Regions from separate parts of the Mus musculus genome. Here region 1 is linked to region 2. A link is a contact called in public HiChIP or PLAC-seq data. All regions are on one chromosome and are shown on one strand. The core of a region is the stretch at or near the end of the contact, and the rest is flanking DNA. Distances in the headings are between cores, read along the strand shown. Region 1 has its middle 16 kb from the start of Gm28441. Region 2 holds the start of Lax1 (lymphocyte transmembrane adaptor 1).

Region 1 (7,220 bases), core at 231-2,730, 130 kb before region 2:
TGCTGTGCTGCAGTGTGGTGGTTTAAATATGCTTGGCCCAGGGAATGGCACTATTTGGAGGTCTGGCCTTGTTGGGGTGGATGTGGCCATGTTGGAGTAGGTGTGGCCTTGTTGAAGAAAGTGTCTCACTGTGGGCATAAGTTTTAAGACCCTCATCCTAGCTGCCTGGAAGCCAGTCTTCTATTGGCCTTCAGATGAAGACAGAACTCTCAGCATCTCCCGCACCACGTCTGCCTGGATGCTGCCATGCTTCTGCCATGATGATAATGGACTGAACCTCTGAACCTGTAAGCCAACCCCAATTAAATGTTGTCCTTATAAGAGCTACCTTGGTCATGGTGTCTGTTCACAGCAGTAAAACACTAAGACATGGACTTTCTTCTTCTTCCTTCTTCCTTCTTCTTCTCCTCCCCCTCCTCCTCCTCTGTTTCCTCCCCCCACCTCCTCTTCTTCCTCCTCCCTCTCCTCCTCCTCCTCTTCCTCCTCCTTCTTTTGAAGCAGTCTCACTCTGTAGGGCAGGGTAGCCTTTTCTGCCTCAATCTCTTAAGTGCTGGAATTACAGGAGTCTGAGCCTAACCACCACTCTAAGCTTTTTAGTAGCCGCCCAGTGCCCCTTAACCAACAACTGCATAGCCACCCAGCTGGTTCTCTTCCCTGTCTCCCAACCATCTCCCGCAGGGCTGACCTGCCTCTGTTCTGAAGCACCTTCACCACGGGTTGTAGGTCCTGACACAGAGCCGTGGCTCAGCAAAGGTCTAAAATGGATGGTACCCTCCTCAACCTCCCAGATTCTTGGCACTTTAGCAAAGAGAATCAAGCATCCTCTCCAGCAGGCTAAAGAGGCCCAGCTCCCCGCCCGCCTAATGGTAATCGAAAAAGGGTTTGACTGAGTACTTAAAATCCCCAGCCTCTGCATACCCCATCTCTACACAGCCACCCACACTCTGGAAGAGCCTGGTATAAAACATCCAGCTATTGCACCTCCAGGGAGGGAGGGGTGGAAAATATGCCCTGGCTCATCTCCATCCCCCTCCCCTGTGTGTCCCCAGTTTGGACACACCACCAGGGAAATCATCACTAGGGACTGTTGCTGGAGAGTGGAGGGCGGTGGGAGGAATTGCTCTGATTTCTCTCTGGGAGCATAAATGCTTTTTTAATTGCTGTCAAAGGCGGCTCCTCGGGAACGTATTATTGATAGCAATTGAAATGAAAGAAAAGAAAAAGCAGCACTCTTCCTTTTGCTCACTCAACGGCCCTCCCTCCCTCCGTGGCCACCCACCCACATCCTTCCCTCCCCACCAGAACCCAGGCCTCTGGCAGCCTTTCTCTCCCATGCTCCATTTGCCAGCTAGCCCCTCTCACCTCCTCTTCTTTCCCATTTCTCTGAGCCTGGCCCTCCTCCTCCTTGTTCCCCAGTGTGTCTCTTTCCCCACCTGGCAGGACCCATGTCACAGTCACTTCCTGTTCCTGGCTCTGCAGCTTCACCTCCTGTATAGCCTTGTCTTGCTGGGGCTGGACCTCCTCCCCTCTCTCAAGTGTCACCAAGTAACCAGTGCCACTTCCGGTCCTCTTCTCCACCCCACATGCTGCCCTCTCTGCTCTCGCTCCTTCCCTTGAGGCCTTCGGTGCTCAGTGTCCCCCACCCCTGCCCCCAACCCAGAGCTGCTGAGATGCTTCCTCACGCCCAAACCTGGGGAGTGAAATTTCTATTTCCATCCCCGTTGTACAGGGCTCCTACCCCAGTACAAATTCCCAGGTTTTAATGTGTGGCAGCTGGTCAGGGGCTTTGTCCTGCCGGCTTTGGACACGGCAGTACTAGCAGAAGCAGGATAAGCTATCTCTGGGGACAAAGGTGACAGAAAGTCCCCGTTGTTGTCCTTTCTGGTCTCAGCCACCTCTCCTCTCAGTTCTCTGCCTCTCTAGACTGCATCTCAGACTTCTCACCTCGGTGTATCTCATTTATTCCTTTTGCCTCTGTCCTGGGAAGATGTCCCATGACCCTCCAATTCCTCAGCAGAGCCTCCTGTGCCTTTAAGGAAACTGACCCCTGTTCTTCCCCCGTGAAACCCCCTTCAAACAGGCTCATACATAGTAGTTGTTCTTCCATATGGGAGGACTGTTTTGCTCTTGGGGAGCCTGGTCTCCCCTGTTCTCTAACTGGAGGCTTCCCTTTTCCTTCTCCCCTCGCACATTTCTCGTCCCCTACCCCAGTCTCTAGGACAGTGGGAAAAGGAGAAAGAGAGGAGAGAATGATCCAATCTCATCCTCTCTCCCCAAGCCCCGCTTGCTCTATATCACCACCCACAAGTATTTCCTAAGCAGCTACTTTGTACTGCTACTGAGGGCTGCAAAGCCTGCCAGCCCTTTCTTCCTACCCCATGTCTCCACGGCAGCCACCACCAACACAACAGTGGGAGATCTCCATCTAGTCTGGGTCCCAGACTGTAGGCAGCTGACTGGCCCCAGTCAGCAGGGGTCCCCAATGACAGTATGGGGACATTTGGGGGCAGGAGAGTTGTGCTGTTTCCAGTCAATCATTGCTGCAACAGGCAAACTCTAACAGAGGGCTCCCAGCTGGCCAACCAGATGAGGACTTGGCCTGGGGATCCTTCTGTCTCCACTCTGGGTGTCTGACACCTGTGCTGAGCTCACTTCCAGCTGGGAGCACAGCCTGTTCGTGCTCCCTCTCCCTCCCCCTCCCCCTCCCCTCCCCCCTCCCCCTCCCTCTCCCTCTCCTTCTCCTTCCCTCTCTTGCACTACCCCTCACTGTTTAGAGTCTTCAGCATCTTTCCTACCTTCCTCTATTTCTCTCCCTCAAACCACCAGTGTCTCTCTCCTTTCTTCAGGCCTCTCTTCCCACTCCCATTTTCCTCCAGGCTTCCCCCACCCCTGACTCCCTCCCTCTGCTTAGATTCCCCCAAAATCCACACCACCTTCCTTCCTGCCGCTATATTTAGCTCAAAGCTGGGGGTACAGAACAGCGCCAGCGCCCACTGCTGCTGAAGCTTAAATCTAGTCTTGGAGGGTCTCTGGCATTTTCATGAGAGGCTCCAGTGGGCTGACTATGTAACTGGACAGTTTTCCTCTACCAGTACCAGGCCTTGAGCTGGACATGGGCAGAAGGGGCCTCCGAGCACAGTAGAGAATCTCCCTGGCCAGGGCTTTAAGAGAAAACTCTGTAGGTCAGTCCTGGGAGTGGATCTGGAATCTGTGACCCACAATCAGGTGGGCACAGCAGGTAGGTGTGACTAGGTGGGGACTGCCAGGATCCCAGTGAGGAAGCAGACAGTCCCTGCAAGTTCTTAATGGAACCATGGGAGACCCCCCCCCCCAAAGCAATCTCACCCGCCCTTTGTAGGCTGTGGACTGTAGTCTCCATAGATGGAGTCTATGGAGATTGTGTGTGTGTGTGTGTGTGTGTGTGTGTGTGTGTGTGTGTGTGTGTGTGTGTGTGTCTTTGTGTCTGTGTGTGTGTTTCTGTGTGTGTCTTCACGGTGCTGAGCTACAACCCAGTCCCTTGCCATTCCTTTGTGTTGGGTGTATGTGGTATGTCTGTGTGTGTACACATGGAGCCTGGAGATCAATGTTCGCAGTCTTCCACAATCATTCTCTCTTAGTTTTGGAGGCAGTCTCCCTTGAGCTCCCTTGAGCTCTGCAGGTGACTGGGTTGTTCAGCCAGCAAGCCTCCGGGGTGGGGTGGGCTGGGGGCATGGCTCCTGCCTTTACCTTCCCAGCCCTGAGATCACAGCTCTTCCACTTCTGGCTTTTACAGGAGCACTGAGGATCACAAGCCAGGTCCTTATGCTTGAGGGCCATCACTTTACCAACTAAACCATCTCCCCAGCCTTGCCTCCGGCCATTTCTTGATGTTAAATCAGTAACTTCTAGAAGAGTTTCCCTAAAAATCCTGTCTAAAGCTAGGCATGGTGGCCCCGCTCTATATTCTGAGCACTCAGGAGGTTGAGACACCAGGATTGCAAGTCTGAGACCAGCCTAAGCTACAAGATCCTGTCTCAAAGGGGGAGAAGAAATCATATCCAACTTGGGAGCCTGTGGTACCAGCTGCTTGTGATGTTGTAACAAAAAGACTGCTTGAGCCAGGCTGAGTAGCACAGCAAGATCTCATCTGGGGGAAAAATTCATATGCAGGGCCAGCAAAAACGGCTCAGTGGGTAAAAGAGCTTGCTGTTGCGACTGACAACTTGATTTCAACATCCAGGACTCATGTGGTAGGAGAAGAGAACTGACTCCAAAAGCTATCCTTACTATATACACACACATACACAGAGAGAGAGAGAGAGAGAGAGAGAGAGAGAGAGAGAGAGAGAGAAAGAAAGAGAGAGAGAGAGACTCATACAGACATACATAGGCAGACACACAGAGAGACACATGCAAATACACACATACAAATAAATGTAATTAAAAATTTTTTTAAATCATATTCAATACTCAAGGAATACTTTATAGTTAAACTAGGTGGTTTGAACATAGATTTCACTTGTTAAATTTTGTTTTGACTTGCTTTGAGACAGGTTCTTGCTATATAGACCCGGCTATCCTGGAACTTACAATGGACAGAACCCTTGCCTTACCATCCGAGTGCTGAGGTTACAGGTGTGTGCACCCACATGCAGCACATCATTGCATTTGATCCTCAGAGTTACCACCGGCTGCAGTCTGGTTCCTGACCTGACTGACGCTGGACCTGGAACTGTGGGCTCCGTCTACACACTGTTTACAGTTATCCCCTTATTCACGCCTGGGGATTTGAGCGTGACTAGGAGGGCGATCACCATCATCTCAAATCTGTAGTGGTAGAAAGCAAGATGCTATTCGGTTACACCTGCGATAGCCTGATGCTATCCTCCAGAGCAGCCATTCTCAACGGACATTCAGTCAGTTGTGTCATTCAGTCCCAATGAGTTCAGCATGAGAAGACCACTAAGCGTGGTGAGACCAAAACTACTATGTGTGTAACAGGGGTGGAGTGGATCTGGGCAGGCAATGAAAACACAGTCCAGTTGGGATCATGCCTAACTTTGTGGCCTTTTCCTGACTCAGTGGAGAAAGACCTTAGAGATGCTGGTGAACTGGAAGACAGTCAGACTTTGTCTACCATTTGGGGACTTCTCAGCCTCTCTGTGTATTATATTGACCCCTTCCTCTTGGAAGAACGTCATTTATAGCACGAAATAGGCAAAAAGGGCTAAGATAGGGGGAACAGACTAACTTCAGGAAGTATTGGGAGGACCCTGGAGCGGGGAAGGTGTAGCCGGAGTCAATGCACATTTTTTCTAAATCTTATCCCTGCAAGCATCCCTCCACTCACTCACCCTCCACCCATCCATCTACCCACCTATCTATCCACTTACCCTCTCCCTCTACCATCCACCCACCTGTAGTACCAGCACTTGGGAAGCTGAGACAGGAGTATAGCCATGAGTTCAAGGCTAGGCTGAATAAGACCTTGTCACCAAAAAAGAAAGAAAGGGAAAAGGGAGGATAGAAGGCAGAAAAACCCTCATCTGAAATTCTATTTCTATCACTCATTATTGAATGACCATAGCCTCAAATAATTGTGCCTCAGCTTCCCCACCTGTAAAATGGGTATAATAATAACACATTGCTGTGAGGACCCAATGGGATAATTGATGGGAAACAGTTTTGTAAACTGTAAGCTGCCCTACTCCTGGGAAGCTTATTATTAATCCCCTCATTTCTCTGACACCAAAGAGTGAAGACCTGAAGAGAGGCAGTCAGAGCTAGGGTTGAGGTATTAAATCTTAACCCTGCCCTCTGACCTTCCAGATGACCGTGGGAAAGAAACCCTGGAACCCCCGAGCCTCAGTTTCCTCCTCAGGGAAGGAGCCACTCTGTCTGCCATGCCAGCCCAGAACAAGAGACACTCGTAAACAGTGATGGCTCATCTCTATTCCAAAGCCGTGCCTTAGCTTTACCACAGGCGTTTACTGAGCACGCTCACTGTGGTGGCATGAGCCTGGTCCCCAGCAGGGGCAGGCAGCCTAGGCTAGCCCTGCTAAAAGAGTACAGATTTCCTGTCCACGCTGCCCCTGAGTGACTGATCTAAATAGAATGGCAACTGGTGCCCCTCCCGGCACACTCCATCCACTCTGGCAGGGCCTCAGTGACACCAAAGAAAGGGCTTTCTGAGCAGACTGCTCATGAGAATCACTGCCTTCCCACTTCTGCCCTTGTCGGGACATCAGCTCATATTGTGGTCCCTTCATGAGTCCCCAGCTTTGGCCACTCTTCTCTCCCTGCTGACAGACAATCTTCCTACAACAGGGCTTAAGTCTCTCGCCTTCCTGCTGGATGCTCCATGTCACCTACAAGATAGAAGACACTCTAAACAACAGCTTCAAAATCAACCTGGCTGGGAGCGAGTCCCACATTCGCCCTGTGTGGGCAGGCTTTTTCAACCTTGCTGAGTACCTGCCTCTCCATGGCAAAAGAAGGCCCAGCATACTGATGTATTTCTATTAAACCCTAAACCACAAGTAAGGCGCCGAGCCTGCTTCGGAGAATCTGTTCTGTGTCTGTCACCTCTTCCTCTTTCACATTACTGTTCTCCTCAGTATCACATCCCTCTGCAGTCTCCTCTCACAAGGGGCACAGGTGGAGGCTAACAGCACACCCACTGAGGGGATTCTGGGAGACTGATTCTCACCACTGTTGTATCACATAGACAAGGCACCAAGGGAGCTGAGAAGGAGATTAGAGAGAGGGCTTTGAGAGTCGTGAGAAGGTGGAGAGAGAGCTCAGCGCCATAGGAACAGATAACATTGAACAGAGCCTTGGAGAAGCTTCTGCCCAGCCTCTGTGGGGCCTGTGTTCCTTCAAAGATAGTATACAACCAGGGCATCATGTTTCCCACAAAGCCCAGGAGATGGGGTGGCCAGAGAAGCAGCCGATATACAGTGACGGCGGCATATACAGTGATGACTTCATTTACTGAGTTATCAAAACCCACAATGTCTGCAAACCACAGCATCTGCCAAGAAAGAATGAGTCACCAGAAGGCACAGGAAGGAGGGACCCGGTGAGGGGGTGGGTGGGATGGGGCGGCCAGCATGGCAGAAGAGAAAAGCAAGTTTTTGACAACACACTGGTTCAAATCCTGACAGAGCTTTGGGGCCTAAAGTCTCAAGCTCAGCTTTCCCTTGGCAAATGGGGAATAACAAGTGCTTATTTCACGAGGT
Region 2 (6,292 bases), core at 2,817-5,316:
TCTGCCCCAAGGGTCTCAGAGACCACTCAGGGAGACAAGATGTACATCAAAGGCAGAAGTTCCCCCAAAACATGTCACATACAGAGCGATGGAGACGCAGAAGAAGACCCAGGTCCTAGGGAGGAAAGCTCACAGAGATGACTGTTTCAAGTTTCAAACCCGGGACAAATGGCTGAGGTGTCTATTTAACCTAACAAAGCAGACCTGGCCTCCAGGTTCTCTCAACATCCCCCAGTCCCTACTTGCCACACTGTATGGCTGACATACCCCACCTTCTACCCCAAACTCTCCAGCCCAGGGGCTGCGCTGCCCTTCCCTCAGAGGCTCTTCTCTGTATAATCCAGACATTTTGGTTTTACCTTTTCCCTTCTCGGCTGCTGCACCTGGTTCCCCTCTCTCCTCGCTTCCTTCCCCTCCCCCATCTCCTCACCTGGCGCCTGGTCACATCTGTCCTGGACTCTCCCAGATGTCTCTGCCTCTGGCTACCGCTCTCCCTTTACCTACATTTTCTCCTCCGCCATTCCTAGGAACACTCATGTCCTGTCTCGTCCTTCCTTTTATTTTTCTTTTCTCTCATTCAGCGGTGACTCTTGAGCCACATTTTTCTTTTACACACACAAGATGTTATTATATTTTTTCTAAAGATAATATTTGATGTTTTTAACAATCTAAGAGTCCAAGGTAAAAAGTAACAATGACCTCAAGGTCTACATGCCAGAAAGGACTAGCACAGGGCTTCAGAGATGACTTTACAGGTCTTTTACAAAAGGAAAAAAAAGTGCTTATGAAATGAAGATACCTGGGCACCCATCATACAAAGTGAGAGTGGATAGGGCCTCTGTGTAATACATGCACTCACAGGGGAGCCACCATCTAGACCAGATGCCATGCCAAGGGAGAACCTAAGACTAGCTGCCCAGTGAGCCCTGCATCATAGGTATGGGACGGGGAGTTACCGATGTTTTGTTTGGGATAGAGCCAGGCTGGCCCTGTGTTTAAGGACTAAAGTAACAGTGGAATGGAGGACAATGGGGACAGTTCTAATTAATTAGAGGATGAGATTAATGTCACTATAACAGCATAGCAGGCCCTGTTTAATAAGCTCGTGTGTGTGTGTGTGTGTGTGTGTGTGTGTGTGTGTGTGTATTGGAAGTTCAGAACCAGACATTTTTCATTAGTGGACCAATTAATTTTCACAACAATATTGTGTATTAACTTTTACTGTTGCCAGGATCCTTTGGGTGGTTAGAATCTGAACTTGTGCCTGCCTATGTGAAGAAGACATCTGAAAGAATTTGGCATTATGGGCACTGATGGCGTAGCATGCAACACCTCTCCCCCACTTCCATCAAGAGACTGCTCACCAATATACATAAGTTGAGTCTATTTCAAGCCAATCTAACCCTAGTACGGTGGCATATGCCTATAATCCCAGCACTGGGAATTCTAAGGCAGGAAGATTGAGAGCTCAAGGTCAGCAAGACCCTGACCAAAGAAAAAGCTAGAATAAAACCAGCCCTACTAGTTTATAATCGAACATCACACTAAAATGATTTTGAAAGGTTTTAAGGAACACTAGAAGAATCCAGTTTAAAACATGCACCTTGTTTCTCAGAAAGTGTTCCCCACCTTATCTTAATCTCTTAGCCAGGTTTGACTTGAGGAAGGAAAGTTGTGGAGCCGGCAGCCTGGGGAGAGAATTCCTCTGAGGTGGTTTTCCTTAGGCACTGGATTGGAATGGCACCGGGGGAGGTAAGGCCTGCAGCGGGCTGGACAAACAAAAGAGATGATCACACACAGGGAAAAATATTTTGCTTACCATCTGAGGTCAGTTCCTCCTGTCTTCCCTTGAGGCCCCACTCACCTTCACAAGGGCAACCTGGCCACCAGTCTCTAGAGCAAGGAATCCAGTGCAGAATCCGAGATTGGTTTGTTGTTTTGGTTTATTTTTGTTTGTTTTCTGAGACAGGTTTTCTCTGTGTAGCCCTGGCTGTCCTGGAACTCACTCTGTAGACGAGGCTGGCTTCGAACTCAGAGATCCTTTTGCCTCTGCCTCCCACCACTACCAGGTTAGAGGAATAATAGTTTGTTTTTTGTTTTTGTTTGTTTGTTTGTTTGTTTGTTTTGTTTTTGTTTTTTTGAGAGAGGGTTTCTCTGTACAGCCTTGGCTGTCCTGGAACTCACTTTGTAGACCAGGCTGGCCTCGAACTCAGAGATCCTCTTGCCTCTGCCTCCCACCACTACCAGGTTAAAGGAATACTAGTTTTTCTTCAAACCTGATCCCAAGGAAATGTAGGCAGAGACCTAGGTCCCAGCCCCCAGACTATCTGTCTCTAGCTAAGCAGGCTCCCCAGAGCCTGGCGTGGCGGGATTTCCTGCACAGTACTCTGGGCCTTGGGAGAACTGGAACAAGTAGGTTGTGTCCAGGCTCTGGAAGCCAAGAACTCCAGCGTGCACCTGAAAGAGGTCCCAGCGAGGCAGAATGGCAAAGGCACGGAGGCCACCCCTTCCAGTTACCTGGAGCTCCACCTGGTTTGGCAAGTGTCGTGAGAGAGGCTCCCTGCATCCTCTATACACTCGTGGTGGTTCTGGCTGACTCGCCAGGAGGGTTGGTTTCCCGACACACGTGAAGCGAAAGGGAAGGGATTTTAGAAACAAACTCGAAACTTTCTCCCAAGCTTGGGAGCTTGAGGTAAATGCTGGCGAGAAACCCAGCAGTACCTGAAATGAGAGGTTACCCAGGACTGGGACTGGCTGCAGCAGAGCCAGGCCAGCAACAGATAGCCCCTCACCAGAAGCCCTGAGGAAGAAACAGTGGCCAACGGCCCTGTAACCCGGGCTCGGTTCCATTCCCACTATGATACCGGAACAGAGGCTCTGAGAGTATGAAACTCAGCTCACCTCTGGCATTATCACCTGCAGAAGATCTATTTATGAAGCCAGTCCACCCACGGAACCACAAGCGGGTGCCAGCTCTGTACAGCTCTCTAAACAACTAATTCTAGCTCTTTTGAGATCTGCTAAGAACCATTCTAAGGCCAGCATTGGTGGTACACTTTTTCAATCCCAGCCCTTAGGAGACAGAGGCTGGAGGACCTCTGAGAGTTTGAGGTCAGCCAGCCTGGCCTGTGTAGTGAAATACAGAACAGGGCAGTGGTGGCACACGCCTTTAATCCCAGCACTCAGGAGGTAGAGGCAGTCGGGTTTCTGAGTTCGAGGCCAGCCTGGTCTACAAAGTATGTTCCAGGCCAGCCAGGGCTATACAGAGAAACCCTGTCTCGAAAAACCAAAAAGAGAGGGGGGGGGAGGGAGGGAGGGAGGGAGGGAGGGAGGGAGGAAGGGAGGGAGGGAGGGAGGGAGGAAGAAAGAAAGAAAGAAAGAAAGAAAGAAAGAAAGAAAGAAAGAAAGAAAGAAAGAAAGAAAGAAAGAAAGAAAGAAAGAAAGAAAAGCCATGGATGTGTAGAGAAACCCTGTCTTGGGTTGGGAGCAGGGGTAAGAACCATTCTGAGCCCTGAGCCTGATTCACACCTGTAAGCACATCACCAGGGACATTAAGACAAGAAGCTACTATGAGTTCAGTCAACTTGACCTCTGAAGGGAGATCTGCCTCACAAAAACAAAAAACAAAAAAAACATAGTGTGCAAGATGGTTCATTGGATACAAACACTTGCCTCTGTCCAACACCCTAGTTTGACTCTTGAGACCAACACAGTAAGTAGGAAAGAACACACTCCCTCCAGTGTTCTCTGACCCCCACTCATGTGGCACGGCATGTGTGCAGACACAGTAAATAGATGTGAAAAGCATAAATAAGTAAAGATAACCAATGACAATAGCTACGCAAGCACATTGTCTTGAACCTTCGAATTTTGACCCTAGAGGTTTTTAACACTCAGAAAAACAGGGTGAATAGTCATGTCTCTGACTCTTCAACCACATGGGCCCCAGATGCCAGAGTGCCTGTGGGGAACAGGAGGGCTGAAGGTGGGTTTCCTGCTGTCTGGGTTGAGCGGAGCATTTCCTGTGCCCTGGCCTTATTAGCACACCGGTGGAGGGTGCTTCCTGTCAGCGACTTTCCATTCTGCCAGAGTGGTTTGCTGTTTTCACACTGCCCTGGGGGTTGGAGGAAGAAGATTTTCTCACGAAAACGCTGGGCCTCTTGACAGTCGCCTCCCTACTCCCCCACAGGCCCCTCATGTTTCCATCAACTGGCAGAAACTAGAGAGTGGCCCTACTGCTTCACACTGGGAGCACAGACAGCTGGGTGAGAAAGAGCACGGCTCCTGCAGTGGGCATTGTGGCCACCTCCAGTAGACCAACTCTGATGAACCTTCTACCAACTCAGCCTGGAATTTCAGGTGAAGGTAGGGAGGTTTGGGTCTTATTACTATTGTTGTTGCTGTTAGTAGTAGTAGTGGTGGTACAGCCGTTCTGTGTGTGTGTGTGTGTGTGTGTGTGTGTGTGTGTGTGTGTGTGTCTCGGAAGATCAGAAGATAATTTGTAGGAACCGGTTCTTGCCTTCCACTATGCATGCAGAGGGTAAACTTGGGTCATTAAACTGGCAGTAAGTACCTTTACCTGCAGAGCCATCGCACCAGCCCAAAGAAGGCAGTTTGTTGGGAGAACATTCTAGAACAGAAGATTAAAAGCTTCAGAAAGAAACAAAAACTAAAAACCAGTTTTGTATGTGAGAACCTTGGTGAATATGATCTAGGAAGAATGACTGGGAGGTGGCTGCATTGCATGAGGTACTCGAAGCCCTGGGGTTCCAGCTCCAGAACCACCTTCATGAGTGCGGTGGTGCACACCTGGAAATCCCAGTGCTGAGGGAGCAGAGGCAGAGGATCAGAGTTCAAGATCCTACACCCCCCATATATGTATATGTATATGTATATGTATATGTATATGTATATGTATATGTATATGTATATGTATATGTATATGTATGTGTATATATGTGTATATATATATATACATATATATATATGTATATATATATATATCATCTTGGGTACTTAAATAAGAAATTTCAATAGTACAAAATGATACAATTTGGAATACATAGGGATTTGGAGAATTTTCTGTCATTCTATTATCTACTTTTTTTTTAAAAGGTGATTATATGCAAAATGCATACCAGTTTACCCTTTTTCCCCTCTATGAATCAGCAACTTAGAAAGAGCTAAGAAAAGTGGAAGCCATACTGGCTAGTCAGTCACGACACTGAAAAGGCTTAGAAGCTGCAAAGCCCCTCAGAGGTCCAGTGATGTACAGCACCCCGGCCCCTCCAGAGGTCACAAGAAGGAACTCAGAGCCCAGCACTCGGCAGGGGACTCTTGGCAGCCTGCAGGGGTGAGTGCTTTGGGAAAGTGAGCCCCAGGGTCCCCTGATCTCCTACAGGAATGGTCTATTTCCAACCCAGACCTGGGTCCACCAAGATGAGCAAACTTGGGGAGCTAAGAGCTGTTTCCCCGAGGGATGCTGGGAGGGAAGAAAAGAGATACTGGGGTTGAGGGGAGAGGGACGGACTGACTGAGAGGTGAATTTCTGAGGGGATCTTCTTCCACTCAGAGGTCCTGACCTCTGCCCTTGAGATTTCCAACCTCTTGGCCTAATCCCTGCAATGAGTTTTTAGATCCTAAAGCCCTTGTCATGAGTGAGAAATGTAACTGCAGACGTCATAAAGTTTTAGGACCTTACAGAGCTAGTCACGGATGTCAACGTGCTCCGGAAGTTTTCAATCTCAAATACACAAAAGGAAAGCATCTGTTGATAGGGCGCTGAGATTTTAGAAACATTAGAATGGGTAAATTCCAGCTCTTCCATCAAAGTAAAAACCCAATGACAGTGTATTCTGTTCCTGAATTGCTGTAGTTTCAGGAAAAGTCAGCGTGATGACCAGAGTAAATCAGTGTCACGAGCAGGTCAAACACAAACGAAGAGGACCAAGTTCCTATCCATCGCTGAAGCCTGGAGCACCCTCTTAAAATGAGTTCCCTCTTTATTATATCTGGGGGGAGTAGAATGGTGTAGAGGTCAGAGGGCAATTTACAGAAGTCAGTTTCATCATATGGGTGTCAGGGATCAAACTTAGCGTGTTGGGCTTGGCTGCAGGTGCCTTTACACACTGAGCCCTCTCACTGACCCCTTAAAACTATTTCTTTTTTAAGTTGACATTTGCTTTATTGTTGTTTTCTCTTTCTTTTTCACTTGGTAGTCAGTAAATAAAATCTGTACTTATGTATTATGTTTAGCACATAGTTTTGCAATACATGTGTATTATGGATGGCT

Evidence for each region. HiChIP or PLAC-seq counts read pairs in DNA pulled down with a chosen protein or histone mark.
Region 1: an HNF4G HiChIP or PLAC-seq map of pancreatic cancer cells shows a contact between it and region 2. The contact joins the enhancer-like site here to the promoter of Lax1 in region 2. A contact is called at or near these places in 2 of 39 promoter capture datasets (the 3T3-L1 cell line and 3T3-L1-derived adipocytes), 1 of 484 Hi-C or Micro-C datasets (natural killer cells), 3 of 115 datasets of contacts at active chromatin or transcription factors (the HPC-7 cell line, effector CD8 T cells and pancreatic cancer cells) and 3 of 9 other capture datasets (adipose tissue, liver and pancreatic islet).

The regions. Positions count from the first base shown.
Region 1 is chr1:133,815,646-133,822,865 of GRCm38.p6, reverse strand. No RefSeq gene overlaps it. Among named protein-coding and RNA genes, the nearest start is that of Gm28441, 16 kb to the left of the region's middle. Within about 2 kb of position 1,480, at least 60 of the 459 cell types and tissues checked have an H3K27ac peak or open chromatin away from gene starts, as enhancers often do. A contact at or near this core is called in the HPC-7 cell line and effector CD8 T cells, where this site is marked.
Region 2 is chr1:133,687,882-133,694,173 of GRCm38.p6, reverse strand. It overlaps Lax1 (lymphocyte transmembrane adaptor 1), which reads left to right and starts at 4,066. Exons shown (of 6, transcript NM_001159649.1): 1 at 4,066-4,365; 2 at 5,170-5,353. The coding sequence starts at 5,268.